2 separate regions of the Gossypium arboreum genome follow, and region 1 is linked to region 2. The links are chromatin contacts, called in public Hi-C maps. All regions are on one chromosome and are shown on one strand. Each heading gives the region's core, a stretch centred on a gene start, on an enhancer-like site or on the middle of the called end of the contact. The rest is flanking DNA. Distances are from core to core; before and after follow the strand shown. Region 1 has its middle 40 kb from the start of LOC128285646. Region 2 has its middle 16 kb from the start of LOC108480023.

Region 1 (7,463 bases), core at 686-3,185, 92 kb after region 2:
TGTTCGTGTTTGTGTCTAAATTTTTTTTTTTTTAAAAAAAACCCCAAAATTAGTTGAACAATGGTGACAAGTCAACAAAATAAATTGAAATGAATAAAATGTGCTTAATTTTATGATGCTTATTTGAGTGTAAACATACAAAAGATAAATGTAACACTTAAGGATACCCGTACCGTTTCTTTCTCCATTATGACCTATGCATTCGTGTGTCCATGTTTCACCATGAAAAATAGATATTTTGCAATTTCATTTATTTATTTTAACAATTTTTATATCTTTTAACATGTTGATAATATACGTTAATATCAAATTGATTAATCCTTTATGGTTATAAATTTTATGTTAGAAAGTAAAATATTTATAGTCCGTAAATTAATTGATGCTCCTAGAATAAATAAATAATTGGTTCTGAAATATACTTCATTCTTATAAAAGTGATTAAACTTCTAATCACGTAATTAATGACTATTATGAATAGTCATCATATTATATCTCATGATTATAACTATAATTATTTATATTATAAAATATTAAATAGAGTCAATTTAACGGAAAAATTAAGGATTAATGAGCTTTAAGATCTTATTTTCAAGTTTCACTTGTAAATTATGTGTGGGTTCTCAAATTTTATTTTGATTTATGCCCTTGTATATGTTGACTTTATATAGGTTTATTCTACTATAGGAATATATTCTCATTATTAGTTTGATTGTATTTTATAATGATTAATTCTAGTTATAGTTATTCAAATGTTTTATTTATGATTATCGTATAACTTTTAAAAATACATATATTAATTGAACAATACATTATGTTTAATACATAATTTTGTTAAAATATAATATAATTTATAATTTAATAGTAATTAAAAATACTTTATAACTAATTGATTTTATTATTTTAATTATATTTCATCAAATATAAAGATAAAGATAAAAATAAATATGATAATAATTAACTAATGAAGGAAATTTCATAAATAAATCTCAAAGAGTTAATGAAATTTACATCAAAGGAGTGTAAGTATTTTTTCTTCAAATAAGTAGATTTTTTCAAATCATATAAATAATATTTAAATTATATCATTTTTTCATGTTAATATCTAAATTATATTTTATTATTTTAAGTGGCACTTAAGCTATACTCTATTACCTACATTAAAATGATAGGATTAAATTGAATTATAAGAAATCAAATTAAATTAAATTAAAACTTTTCAATTTTTTTACACTCACCCGACACAATTCTTTTTACTCTTTTAATGCATTTTTTTAAAGTGTTAGATAAATTTTCTTTGCAATTTCATACCATATTTCCTACTTAGCTTCTTCTCAGTATTTTGATTTTACTTTTATAATATATATATATATATTTTATCATAGAAGTTTACTCAATATTAACTATTTTATGTAAAATACATAAAAACAATAGACAAAATTAAAGGTTTTCAATCAAAGTGAGAAAGGAATCAAAATCAATGTTTAAAAATAGAAAAGAAGCTCACATATTTCGAGTTTTGTGGCCAAAATTTAAATTTGGATGAGCTTTTGACGGATTTTAAATTTTTATTATTGAAGTTCTTGGATAAAAACAAATAATATGAATAGATTTATAATTTTTTTAAAAACTTGTTTAGATTTTATTAGTTAAAAATTTCACTTATTATAAAATAATTGATTATGAAAATTTTTTAAGGGTAAAGAGTGATTTAATACAAGAATATAATTTAAGTATCACTCCTAACAAAAATGACTTATGTACCAACTTTGAAAAAAAAAATTAAATATCATTTTATGACTTATGTGAAGGAAAAAAAACGCTGAAAGGCGAGTGATTCGTACGCGCGTGTAATGCAATGGGAGATGATAAGTGAATAAAGAAAGAGAGATGGAGCAGTGGCGCAATTCTCCCGTGCCACGACATGTCTGTTGTTTAGCTTACATTAGTCCTAGAAAGTAGGCCCACGCTTCCACTGCCTCCCCTCCCCTAACTTAAGCCCCCTTTATCCTAGGATCTATATGAAATTCTAAATTTTAAATATTTTTTAAATTTATTTTTAAATTACGTATATCTTAAATTCCGTGGAAGTCTATGAATTTACGCGCATTCCCCTTTATTAATATCGGATTGAGATGCTCACATCCATGAGTTTTTTTAGTTGTATTAGTAGAGTTAGAAGATAAAATTTTGACATAAAATAATACATTTAATTAAAGAGTCCGTTAACTCCCAAACTGAAGATTCTTTCTAAAAAAAGTTTGACCTTTCCACAATAATTTAAAATTTTGTTTTGATTTAATTTTCACAAATTATTAATAATATTATCAAAGTATTATTTTATATTGATATTGTATACACAAATAATAATATTAGTTTGGCATGAAAATAGGCGTATCTATTTTCTATAAATGTGTCTGATTAAATCGAAATTAAAATTTTATGTATACATATATATAAGTTGCAAATAAGATTTCATGTATATAATTACATACAACTAAAGTTCATATATATGATATATACAATTTTTTAAAAAGTTTTAAAATATTTTTAATGAAATTCTTAAAATATAATTATAAAAATAAATTTTAATTTTTATAATATTTTTAATTTTTACATATTATTTTCAATTTTAAAATTTTAAATTATACTTTTCAGAATTTTATAAAAATATTTTAGTTTATATATTTATTACATTTTTAGTCAATATAATATTTTTAAAAATAAAAATAAAAAATATCGTGTTCAAATAGCACTACGTGGTTAATCAACGCTTAGTCAACATCGATTAACAGTTAGTCAACATTGATTAATAATCAGTCAAAGTTAATTTTTTTAATATTTAAATATCAAATTGAAATTTAAAAGAGGTTTTTAAGTATCAATGTGTAAATAGATATACTTTAGGGCCAAATCATGAATTAAGCCAAACTTAATAAATAGGCATCATGATCTGCCATATCATCCACTCTGACCAGCAATGGTTACGGAAACGGGATGACAATCCGTTCCGATTTTTGCTTCTTAATTAATCTTTTATTTTATTGAGTAGTTGCGGATTTGAAGTGGGATTTGTATAACAGTAAGCAATGGTTGTACCCCACGTGTCCTACGCGTCAGTTTCCGGGGACACGTGGGTCTATCAAGTAAATGGCAAAAAAAGCTTTGGACGATTCCTCAGAATTGGTCACGTCTTATCACGCAGGTTGCGTGACTTTTGGTTTGGTACTTGGGAACTTTACGGGATTACGTCATTAACGCTGTTAATCTTGTCATTTTTTATTTATCAATTTCTAAATTTTACCCTAAAAAGAAAATTAAGATTGTAAGCAATTTTATTTCTTTTTATCACTCAACTCGGCTCAATAGAAGTAGCAGAGAATCTTTTGTATTTAGAGACTTTTTATTAAAAAATAGTAAATTAACTCTTTAAAATTTTCTTAAATAATGATGTAAAAATGTTAAATATCATTCTTTGTATGGGTTAATTAAAATTGTCATTGTTTCAATTATAATTATTTTAATTTAATTATTAAATTTTTGAAATTAAATATTTTAGTCCTCTGTGTTGACGTAAGTTTTTTATTAATTTACTAATAAAAATTAACTCTTTCTTGTTTACATATTTTATTATTTTGATCTTAAATATAAAAAATTTAATAAATTTAGCCCTCAAGATTTCTGAAATTTGTCATTTTAGTTCTAATACTAAAAATTTAATAAATTTAACTTTTAATGTTTATAAAATATATCAATTTAGTTCTAACTTAAAATTTTAAAATTATTTAAAAAATTATTTTAACCTTTTATAAATCACTGATTAATTAGTAATGAGAAAGGGACAAATCGAGGCGGGCGGTTTTTGCTCAATTATCATTGTGCCTTTTACTTTTCGGTGATAAGTTTACACTAATCTAATTTGGATTAATTTCCCAATTATAATACTTTTACATGTCTTCTTATTATAATATTGATCTAACAAAATTTAAAATTTTCCTTAAAAGATATATCAGAGAAAATTACGTAATAAATCCCAATAATAAAAATTACGTAATAAATCCCAATAATAATTTTATTTCATTAGATACCTTTGGAATTTTTTGTTGGATTAACGTATTATTTGAGACATGAATTTAGTAATTATTCTTTTAATTTTTTAAAAGATATATCGTGAACTAATTTAGATAAAAAAAATTTAGGCTGTAATGTGACAATATTTTTCAAATTCAAAGATTGATTTAGAGAAAAAATCAGATTTCAATAATGAAATAGCTATTAAGTTCAGATCCCAAACAATGCATTACCTCTTTTTGCTTATTTTAGAAATGTGCATAATCGATGTAAATTATTTATTTTGATAAATTTAATTGCTAGGAACCACATTCTTTTATTTAGTATATTAAATTTTATATTTTTTAAGAATGTAGCTTTTGGTTGAAGGAATATGAGAGTTTTTGAATAATATAAGATTTCAAAATAACATTCTTTTATTTGATTTTAAAAATTACTTTAATTTGATAATTTTAAAATCTCAATAATGAAAATATTTCATAATATACGGGTAATCTCAATACACATCTTCCTTAGATAATGTAATTCACGAAGCAATATTACTTTTATATCAATTTTACCCTTCAATTTTTATCATTTACTATCTCCTTACATTTATTGGTATTTAAGATATATACAAATTTATTTTCTTTACAATCTATCTCATATGATAACACTTGTAGTTGAGAAAATTCAACATTTACCTATTGTATTACATTTTGTGGATTATATTACCTTAATTTTAATTAAGTAATATAATTGAGTTTATTATTATAGAATTCATTTTAGAAAGGATGAAGTTGAAAAAGACAAATACAAACACCTATCAAATAGCAAAGAGTCAAACTAATTTTTGTAGAGGTAGAGTTAGAAGAGGAATCATTATCGTAAAACTCGTGTCTATTTACATTATTCTTTAAATGTTTTGTCACACTAAAACTTCATTTTAATAAACATATTTTTTCATTTAAAGTTTGGTAATTTAATTTTTATTAAATATTTATGCTACATTTTTTACCGATTATATAAATAAAATTACCGGTCATCCTTTAGAATCTCCTCCTATGGTTAGGGAAAGTGGGTCGACTACTCTTTTGATTCAACTAATTAGAATTTATCATTACTTTAAATTAGTGAAACCATTAATGAATTACTATCCGTGAAGTGGGTGTACCAATATGATGAACACGAATACAATTTCCAAGCTCATAATTAGGTAGATGATGTGTGGTTAGTGGTGCTCTGGCCTGCCATTTTAATTAAATTAACCAATTCAACATAATGACAAGGATATGCCAAGCATTAAAAATTTTGGTGACCTCATGTTTTAATAGCCATTTATTTCAACATAATAAATAATAATAATATTCAATGCATTTTCGGTCTTCATGTCTAATAAATAATAATATAACACATTATTATTAAATTAATAAAATATAAAGGACTTGTAAATAAATATTATTAATCTTATGGAATGATTTTTGATATACGGTATATAAGTTTCATGCATCATCAATAAATAATAATATGACACATTATCATTAAATTAAACAAAAAAAACATAAAGGACTTGTAAATAAATAATAATATGTTTATTTAAACATACTAAAACATTAATCATAACTATTATAAATAAATATAATAATTTGTATATTTAAAATCTTGAGTGTAAAGGTTTAGGGTCTCGAATTTAGGATTTTAATATTTATTATTTAATTATATTTAAGTAAAGTTATTAGTATTTATTTATAAATCTTTTACTTTTTTTATTTTATTTTATTTAACGATGATATATCATACTTTTATTCATGGATGATGCATAAGACTTATACATCAACAATGCATCAAATATTCTCCATAATTTTATTTAAACATTAATTATAATTATTATAATAAAAATATTAATAACTCTACAATTTAAGATCTATAGTCTCAATTTTATGGTATTAAATTTAAAGTTTTAACATTTATCTATAATTAAAAATATTTAAATAAATTTATTAGCAGTGATCTATAAATTCTCCACTAATTTTTTATTTAATTTAATAGTAAATTGTCATATTATTGTTTATAAATGACTTACGTAATGCACCAACAACCTATTAAAATAATTTACTTCAGGAATCAAAGAACAAGTAGTGACATAATTGGAAAGGTTAATTAATGATTAAATATTATTTTAGTGAGCAAAATATGATGTGATTTAAATAGGTTTGAATTTATAAATTTCTTTTACGTACCAACGTAAATTATTAATATTTAGTTGGAATTTAAAATTTATTTAGATTTTCAAGTAAGATCGTTGTTAGAAAAGTAATAAAATTTAACGATAAAATGATCATTTTGTAACAAAATAATAATATAAGTGACTAAAAGCGTAACATTTGGAATATATATAATAAAATATAATCTGAAATGAACAAAAATTTACTTTATAAATTATGATATGAACAAAAAAAATTGATAAAGCATAAAATTAGAATTCAAAACTCTTAATATAAAAAAGGGTCAGTAATTTAAAATTAATTCTCTAAATGGTCATCAAGATCCAATTATATTAATAAATAAGGGTATGATTTTAATGGCCATGATGTTAAATAGGAGACAAAATATGATGGGATCTTATTAATGGATTTTCAGACAAATATAAACAACAAGATTGAAAACAACGTGAACCTAGAAATGAGATTAATAACTAAATACCAATGCACTTTATTTATTATGGATGAATAAATATGTAAACAATAGGATAACATTTTATTAAATAATTTATATAATTATGCTTTTCTAATTTTTTTTACATATAATTTTGATTCGAACTGTGGTAATGCAGTACTAGTTTGGTTGTTTATTAAACATCAAAAGAGTTTAAATTATATTTTTGTTATAATTTTAGTTTAGGGTATAAAATATTTTTTTTATTAAGTTAGTGTTTAATTGAATCATATATCAAATTTAGTCTATGTTTTTATTATTAAACTTGTTATTCGTTAGTATCACGAAATAACTGAATATAAATTCAATCAAGTAATGATATAAAAAATGCTTTTGTCTTTTATATTATTATATAAAATAAATAAATAAAAACTCACAAAGATTTCAACCTAAAATAAAAAAAATTAATTTATAATTTCAACTAAAATTTATATAAACTTTTATTACATAATTTTTTCAGTATGCCCCCAATATGTATGTTTGTTTGTCTGTCGTCCTTTCCTCTCTCAATATCATCAATTTCTGGAACCTATATTAATACTACAAGGGCAACTTGTGGACTTTGTTGGACCCATGGGCTTTTTTATTATTTCAACTCTAAATATATGGGCCAAAGGTCCACAAAATTGTGCCCACGGCCCACCATAATGTTTTTCTGAACTCCTTTATTAATCATCTATAATCAATCGGTAAAATTATGA
Region 2 (7,241 bases), core at 2,455-4,954:
GAATCAATTTAATCCATGTATTATTAAAAAGAATTATATAAGTTCAAATTTCAACAAAATCAACCCTTACTATTTAAAATATTTTATTGTTAAGGAATTAATATTTTGTAAGATTTTTACAATTATGCAAATGAAAAATAATTCCCATGTCATCAATATTTAAATGTTAATTATATGCAATTCAATCTTATTTTATTCTTTTATTAATATAAAATTAAATTAATTTATTTAATCATAAATTGACAACACGATAATGATATATATATTTTCAGTTTTGATCTAAACTCTCACTAATCAAATCATACTAACTCAACTCAAAGAGGAGTTTATCTAAAATATTTCTCTTTGAATTAAAAGATTCAATCAAATAACAACATACATAAAATAATTATGTAATTTACAAGTTTTTATATATTTTACTTTTATTAAAAGATATATCTAATTTCTAAGAAAGAAAAAAAAACTGAGGCATCTAGAGTAATTGAGCAAAAAACTCAATTTTATAACTGAGCAACCATAATAGACATTAATAATTAATATAATTTTATTATGTTCCTTACAATAAAAATAAATTATAATTCTTTATTTTTTTAAAAAAATGCATCTATAAGCATTGCATATTTATATTAAAATTTATTAATAGAAAAAGTAATTAATAATAATATTTTATGTTGAATTATAATTTCAAATAAATTTTAAAAACATTAATTTAATATAAAATATTTTAATATTATAATTATATATGTATCATAAATATATAAAACTAATAATTATTAAAATCTATAAAATTAAACTTTGATGATAATATAATAATATATTTTATAACTATTATAAATATATCATAAATATATATTTTATTACTATAATGTATTAGTATTACCAATGCATAGAATAATGTTATAATATATAACTATATTATAATATAGATTATAATAAAATATATAGTTTACATGATGTTATAATGTTTGATCATTGATGCATGTATAAACCATTAATATATTATACACTACATGGAATGATATAGCATTATACAATATAATAGGAGAGTTAACTTTCAAATATACGAAAAGTATAAAGGCTTAGAATATATTTCAACCAAGATAATAATTAACAATAATATATAATAATTAATATATAATGCACTACTATTATATATAATTATTATATTATAGAATATAATAAAATATATAGTATTACACGACCGGTAGAGCCAAAAAAAGAATTTTGGGGGCGAAATTAAATTGTATATTTTTACAGTAGTAAAATATAATTTCACCATTTTAATAGTCTATATCTTTATAATTTTTAAAGAGTTAAATCAATTTTTTATCATTTTGGGGGGACAAAGTACAATTTTACCAATACTGTAACGACTCGAAATTTACGGTTATTGGAAAGTATATTTTCAAGTCTCCATTTTTTACGACGAATTCGTAAATATTTATTAAAACATTTACAAAGTTAGTTGTGAGATTAATTAGGTTTTGGCTAAGTGAATTAGCTTAAATTACGGATAATTAGGTATAAGGACTATATTGAATATAGGGAAAAAGTTGAATTATAGAATGGAGAAAAGTCAAGGGACTCAATACGAATTAAACCTAAAATTTTACAAGTGTATGGTATAAGCAATGACGTGTGGTATTTATGTACATATATTTCTACAAATTATATAAATTACTTATTATTTAAGAATTATTATTATATTATATTAATTAAAACATAAAGTAAATAAACAAAAGAATAAAAGAAATGAAAAAGAAAGGATAAACAAAATAGAAGAAAACGAAACAGGGGAAAAAGAAAAGAAAGAAAGAAAGGAAGGAAAATTTAAGCTTTCGCCGAAACCTCATTTTCTGCGTTTTCGGGTACACACCTGTTTCGATTTAACAGCAAACGCAACTCCAACACCACCAGAACCTATATTTTACTGGTAAATCACCAATTTAGTCACTTATAGCCAGACTTAACAGAAACGCACGAGATGACCAAACGCTACACTAACAACAACGTTACCTTCGATTGTTAGGATTCGCAACCTTAAAACGTCCATTAAAGATCTCCAACCCATTGATTGTCTCCTAAACACCAACTGAACTCAAAAAATAACGATTCATCAATCCAAAATAATAATAATAATACACTAACCTTACTTACCAAAAACGAGAAAAGATGATCGAAATAACGGAATGCAAGGACTTCCAGTAAAAAGAAAGCGATAGCAAGGAAGAAAAAGAAGGGACAATCGACAGCAAAAAGGAAGAGGAAAAGCGGAAGAGAAGACTTTTAGGAAGGATTCTTCGAGATGAGCCCACGCAAAGACTCAAACACAGGACCTCCATCACACCAACATTCCACTTATCCATCAGACCAACAAGCCCATTCTAATATGTTTTTACAACTATCAACTAAAAGCCTATTGATCAAAGTTAAGGCTTTATTTAGAAAAATACCAAAATTTACCCAAGACAATACTTGAATTTGGGACCTTCCACAAACACCCAGAACACTCAACCACTAAAGCAAATGCAGATTTGTGACACAATCTCACAAAACAAAATATAAAATTTTGGGGCGTTACAAGTTCGAGATCGGCTTTAGTTGTTGATTTGACAATTTGACTTCAACCTATCCTGTGCACGAAAACAAACCGTACTCTGAGTATAAACTCAGTAGTATTTCTATAGTCCGAATACTTATTAAATAAAAATTTACAATATTTATATATCTAAACACACATAACAAAAATTGTTTAAACAAATAATCAATTTCATAACACATCATTCATAATACTTTCAATTATCATCTCTTACAATTTCAATATCATAATTGATATTCAAATAACTTTTCTCAATTGCGTACACATATCATTTCACTATATCAATATTCATTTCATGAACCAATTGGTTCATACATTTCATGTAATGGCCCATTTTCAGTAAAATCAGAATAGTGGTTGTAGTGAGCCAAATATGCCCGGGCCCGTTACAAACAAACCATAAAACATAAATAAATAAATAAATAAACCACAGCCCGTTAAAATGTCTTTTTTACAGTCCCTCAGTCCAATTACATGACCCTATAACTTATACCCTAGCCCAGTTACAAAACAACCCAAAGCTCTAAGACCCAAACGGCCCAGAAACCAAGCCCAGAACATTACAACTTCAGAACCCTAGGGTTCTTTCTCTCACGCCGCAGCCGAACTCAGCTCCCACGCCTCCAACAGCCACATCGACAACCCCGTACGCCACCCTCATGCCCAGTGCCAGCACACGCCCCGTACCTGCGAAAAAGAACAAGAGAATAGCAGTAGAATAGCAGCCAATAGGAGAAAGATTGTTGTTTTTTGTTGTTTTGCTATTCGGCTATAAAGCCCCTATTTTTTCGATTGTAAGGAGGTTTTTTTTACGGATACAAGTAATACAAACGCACATTTACAAACAAAGGCTTACACGTTTACAGATACAAAAAAAGGAATCGAATAGCAAAGGTGATTTTTTTTTGGTTCCCCGAATTTGCTTTAGTTTTCTATGAATAGATTCGTTTTCTCTTCGAGCTTTCCTTTTTTTGGTTAAGAAATAAAGGGACAAGGAAAGAAGGGCTTACCTGTGCGAATGGGCCATCGAAATCCCTCTTCACTTCGCTGAAATCGAGGCTTGGGGTCGGATTTCTGGGGCTGAAATCGGTGATCTTCGAGTCGAGGCTCTAGGCGAGGGGTGCGCATGTGGTTCTCCACCGTTGGCAGTGGTGGCAGTTGGACTGCGCGGGCCCTGGGGTCGGCCGAATGGGAGCAATAGGCTTCTGTTTTTCGTTGTTTGCTTACTTTGGTTTTTGGAAAAAAGAAGAAAAGAGGAAGAAGTCCCACTTAGGGTTTCGTTTTGGTCTGTGAGGGTGCATAAAGCGGCGACGTGTCAAGCCAAATTCATTGGCTTTGATGCAATACCGTTTGGCAAGCCCAATATCCGATGACCCGACCCGCGCTAGGCTGAAACCCACACACTGGGTCCTTGAGGGTTATTTTCGCGTCAGACCCTCCCTTTTCACGTGCATGGTCAATTGCGCCCAACTTGTCTTGTTTCCTTTTTAATTCGGACTGGTAATTTGCGCCCATTTGCAATTGGGTCCGCGCTTAAACACGGCACTCTGAGATCTGGTATATTGCCAAATTTGGTCCCCATGCATGCGTGCACCTTAAGCTTTAGTCCTTCTCCATATTTCAACAACTTATTTTATTTATCAATTGTTCCCTTGGTTTTACTTCTGTTTCAATTGAGTTCTTTTATTTATTCATTATTTTCAGCATTCTTTCTTTTTGAAACCCTCTTTATTTTTTATTTTTTATTTATTTTATTTAAAAAAACTTTTTACTTACCCATCACTATTTAATATATTATTTTTTGAAGTATTTTATTAAGTATTGCATGGTTCTAGTTCGTTAGTCATACTTTCATTAATATACGTATATATGTCCCTATACATAAAAATATATCTATTTATCTATTTTCCTTTAAACTTGTTTGTTTCAAATGTTCTTTTATACATATATATATATACTTTATAATAAGGCTGATTTCATATATGTCATTAATATCATATTATTTTATATTTATATTTGCTTTTAGAGTTATCCTCATCTCTTATCATATAATTTCACGTGGTGCACATAAAGCGATTATTATATGTATATATATATATATATATATATATTTTGTTGACCTATATAGATATATAGTATTATCTCTATGTTTTCTAAAATGTACTCTCCTTTAAATCTATATATATATATTTATATATTAACATTTATTATTTTAACAGTTTTTTTTCTTTTCTATATATGAAACAATTTCGGAAATTTCATTGTTTTTTTGTGATTATAAAGCTATTATTGATTAAGTATGTCTTTTATTATGTTGCTTTTGTGTACATATAGTCTATTATTTCAAATATTTTGATACAAGGATGTGTATAATTTTTAGATTATTTTTAAACAAAAATTTTTATATGTATTTTATTATTAATCTCCTGTTTTATATATATATATATATATATATATATATATATATGTGTGTGTTTTGTAAATCCATTTTGTGCATTATATCTCATTACGTATTTTATTATCTTTTCATATTATATGTTATCATATGCTTTGTCAATTTTTGAATAAATCCGTTTTAAAATGTTTTGCACATGACTTGATTCAAAATTGTATTTCATAATATCTATTTCAATAATTATATATTCTTGTTTTTATGCAAATTTGTCAACTCATACATTATGTGTTTTAAAATATTCATTTTTATATATATTTTAATGATTGCACGTGTATATTAAGTTTGTCATTGTTTTACAATAATCTTATACCATGTTGCTTCTTTGGATTGCATTTTATTTTATGCCTCTAATAATTTTATTGTGTCATGTAAGCCGTCGTTGCATTTTATTTATTCATTGTTGCCATGTTAATTGTTCTCCATGCGTAATTGAGGTTGAGTCATATTTTCAAGCTAATCATATTTAATTGCTCATTTTCTTGGTTGATTGATATTCTCATTCATCAAGTATGGTATCTCATGTGTGTCCATCATCCCATATCATCGTTTTCCACTTGATTTTTGAAATGTGGTTTTATAAAATCCAAATTTTATGATTAATTTCGTCTTATTTCAAATCGAATTAATGCTTTTTAAGCTAGTTTCACAATTACTTAAAAATTCTTGAAAACGAAGGCGAGATTTGATATTTGGCAACTCGCGGAATCGTGCCCTAACGTGCTGGATTTCAATTTCGCGTTTGCTCAAAATAATCAAATGTCTCTTCAAAATTTCATCCATGTCTTCTAAAAATTCTTGAAAACGAAGGCGAGGCTTGATATTTGGAAATTCGTGGAATCGTGCCCTAACGTGTTGGGTTGCAATTCCTCGTTTGCTCAAAATGTTCAAATATCCCTTCAAAATTTTACTCATGTCTTCTAAAAATCCTTTAAGACAAAGGCAATACTCGGTGTTTGACAATTCGGGAATCATGCCCTATCGTGCTGGGTTGTGATTTCTTGTTTGTTCAAAGCAATCGAATATTCCTTTAGGTCATTCATGCTTACTAAAAACCTTTCAAAACGAAGGTGATGTTCGATGTTTGGCGATTTGAGAATCGGGTCCTATCGTGCTGGGTTGCGCTTTTTCATTTGTTCAAAACAATCGAAGATCCCTTCGGAATTTCACTCGTATTTTCTAAGGCAAGGCAATGTTCAATGTTTGGAAATTCGAGGAATCGTTCCCTACTGTGCTGGGTTTCAGTTTTTCGTTGGACCAAATAAGTTGGGCATCCTTTTGTAATTTTCAAATTATAAACTTTCAGAAGTCGAAACAAGAAGATTTTTGGCAACCAACTCGGGTTATTCAAATATTATTAAAAAAGAACCACATTTCAAAAATATTTTTAATTTTACACATAAGGACAATATTTAATCGATTTGGTACCAATTTTGGGCGTAGTGAGGGTGCTAATCCTTCCTCATACGTAACCGACTCCCGAACCTGCTTTCTCAAAGTTCGTAGACCAAAATCGTTGTTTTAGTAAATAAAAAATGTTTTATTAAAATAACTCAATTCTTAGGTGACCCGATCACACCTAAACAAAAAGGATTGGTGGCGACTCCATGTTTTATTTTCAAAAGTCGATTCCCCCGTATTTTCATTAAACCTAAAATTTTTTAAATAAAAAGGGTGGTTTCGATAGTGGTTTCGTGACCACAAATCCGATCTAGAAAGAAAATTTATTTTAATATTGTGGCATAGTCTATATTACGATAGGAATACTACATGAAAATTTTGATAGGAAAATTTTATTAATTATATAGTGAAATTGATAAAAAGAGAAAAGAGAAAAGAAAGAAAAAAAATGCATTCTCGGGACTCCGTTCCGATAAATCGGATTCGTAAATATTTATTATAAATATTTACGAAGTTAGTTGTGTGTCTAATTAGGTTTTGATTAGGTGAATTCGACTTAATTAGAAGTAATGAGGAAAAAGGATTAGATTGAAATAAGTGTGAAAGTTTAATTATAGATTAAAGAAAATAAAAATGACTAAATAGGTAAATATGCCATTATTATAAAATGAGGCGGTTTAACGTTAAAAGAAAAAAAATCTAAGATATTTTGATATAAAATAAATATTATATATTATATTAACTTAATATTTAAGTATTAATATATAATATAATATATTATTATATTAT

What was found. Hi-C and Micro-C count contacts between places; a contact is called where the count stands out from the background.
Region 1: a Hi-C map of leaf shows a contact between it and region 2, with 2.6 times the contacts expected there. The contact joins two enhancer-like sites. A contact is called at or near these places in 2 of 5 Hi-C or Micro-C datasets (both in leaf).

What each region holds. Positions count from the first base shown.
Region 1 is chr12:111,175,261-111,182,723 of ASM2569848v2, forward strand. No RefSeq gene overlaps it. Among protein-coding and RNA genes, the nearest start is that of LOC128285646, 40 kb to the right of the region's middle. Within about 2 kb of position 1,936, at least 1 of the 2 cell types and tissues checked has an H3K27ac peak or open chromatin away from gene starts, as enhancers often do. A contact at or near this core is called in leaf, where this site is marked.
Region 2 is chr12:111,081,522-111,088,762 of ASM2569848v2, forward strand. No RefSeq gene overlaps it. Among protein-coding and RNA genes, the nearest start is that of LOC108480023, 16 kb to the left of the region's middle. Within about 2 kb of position 3,705, at least 2 of the 2 cell types and tissues checked have an H3K27ac peak or open chromatin away from gene starts, as enhancers often do. A contact at or near this core is called in leaf, where this site is marked.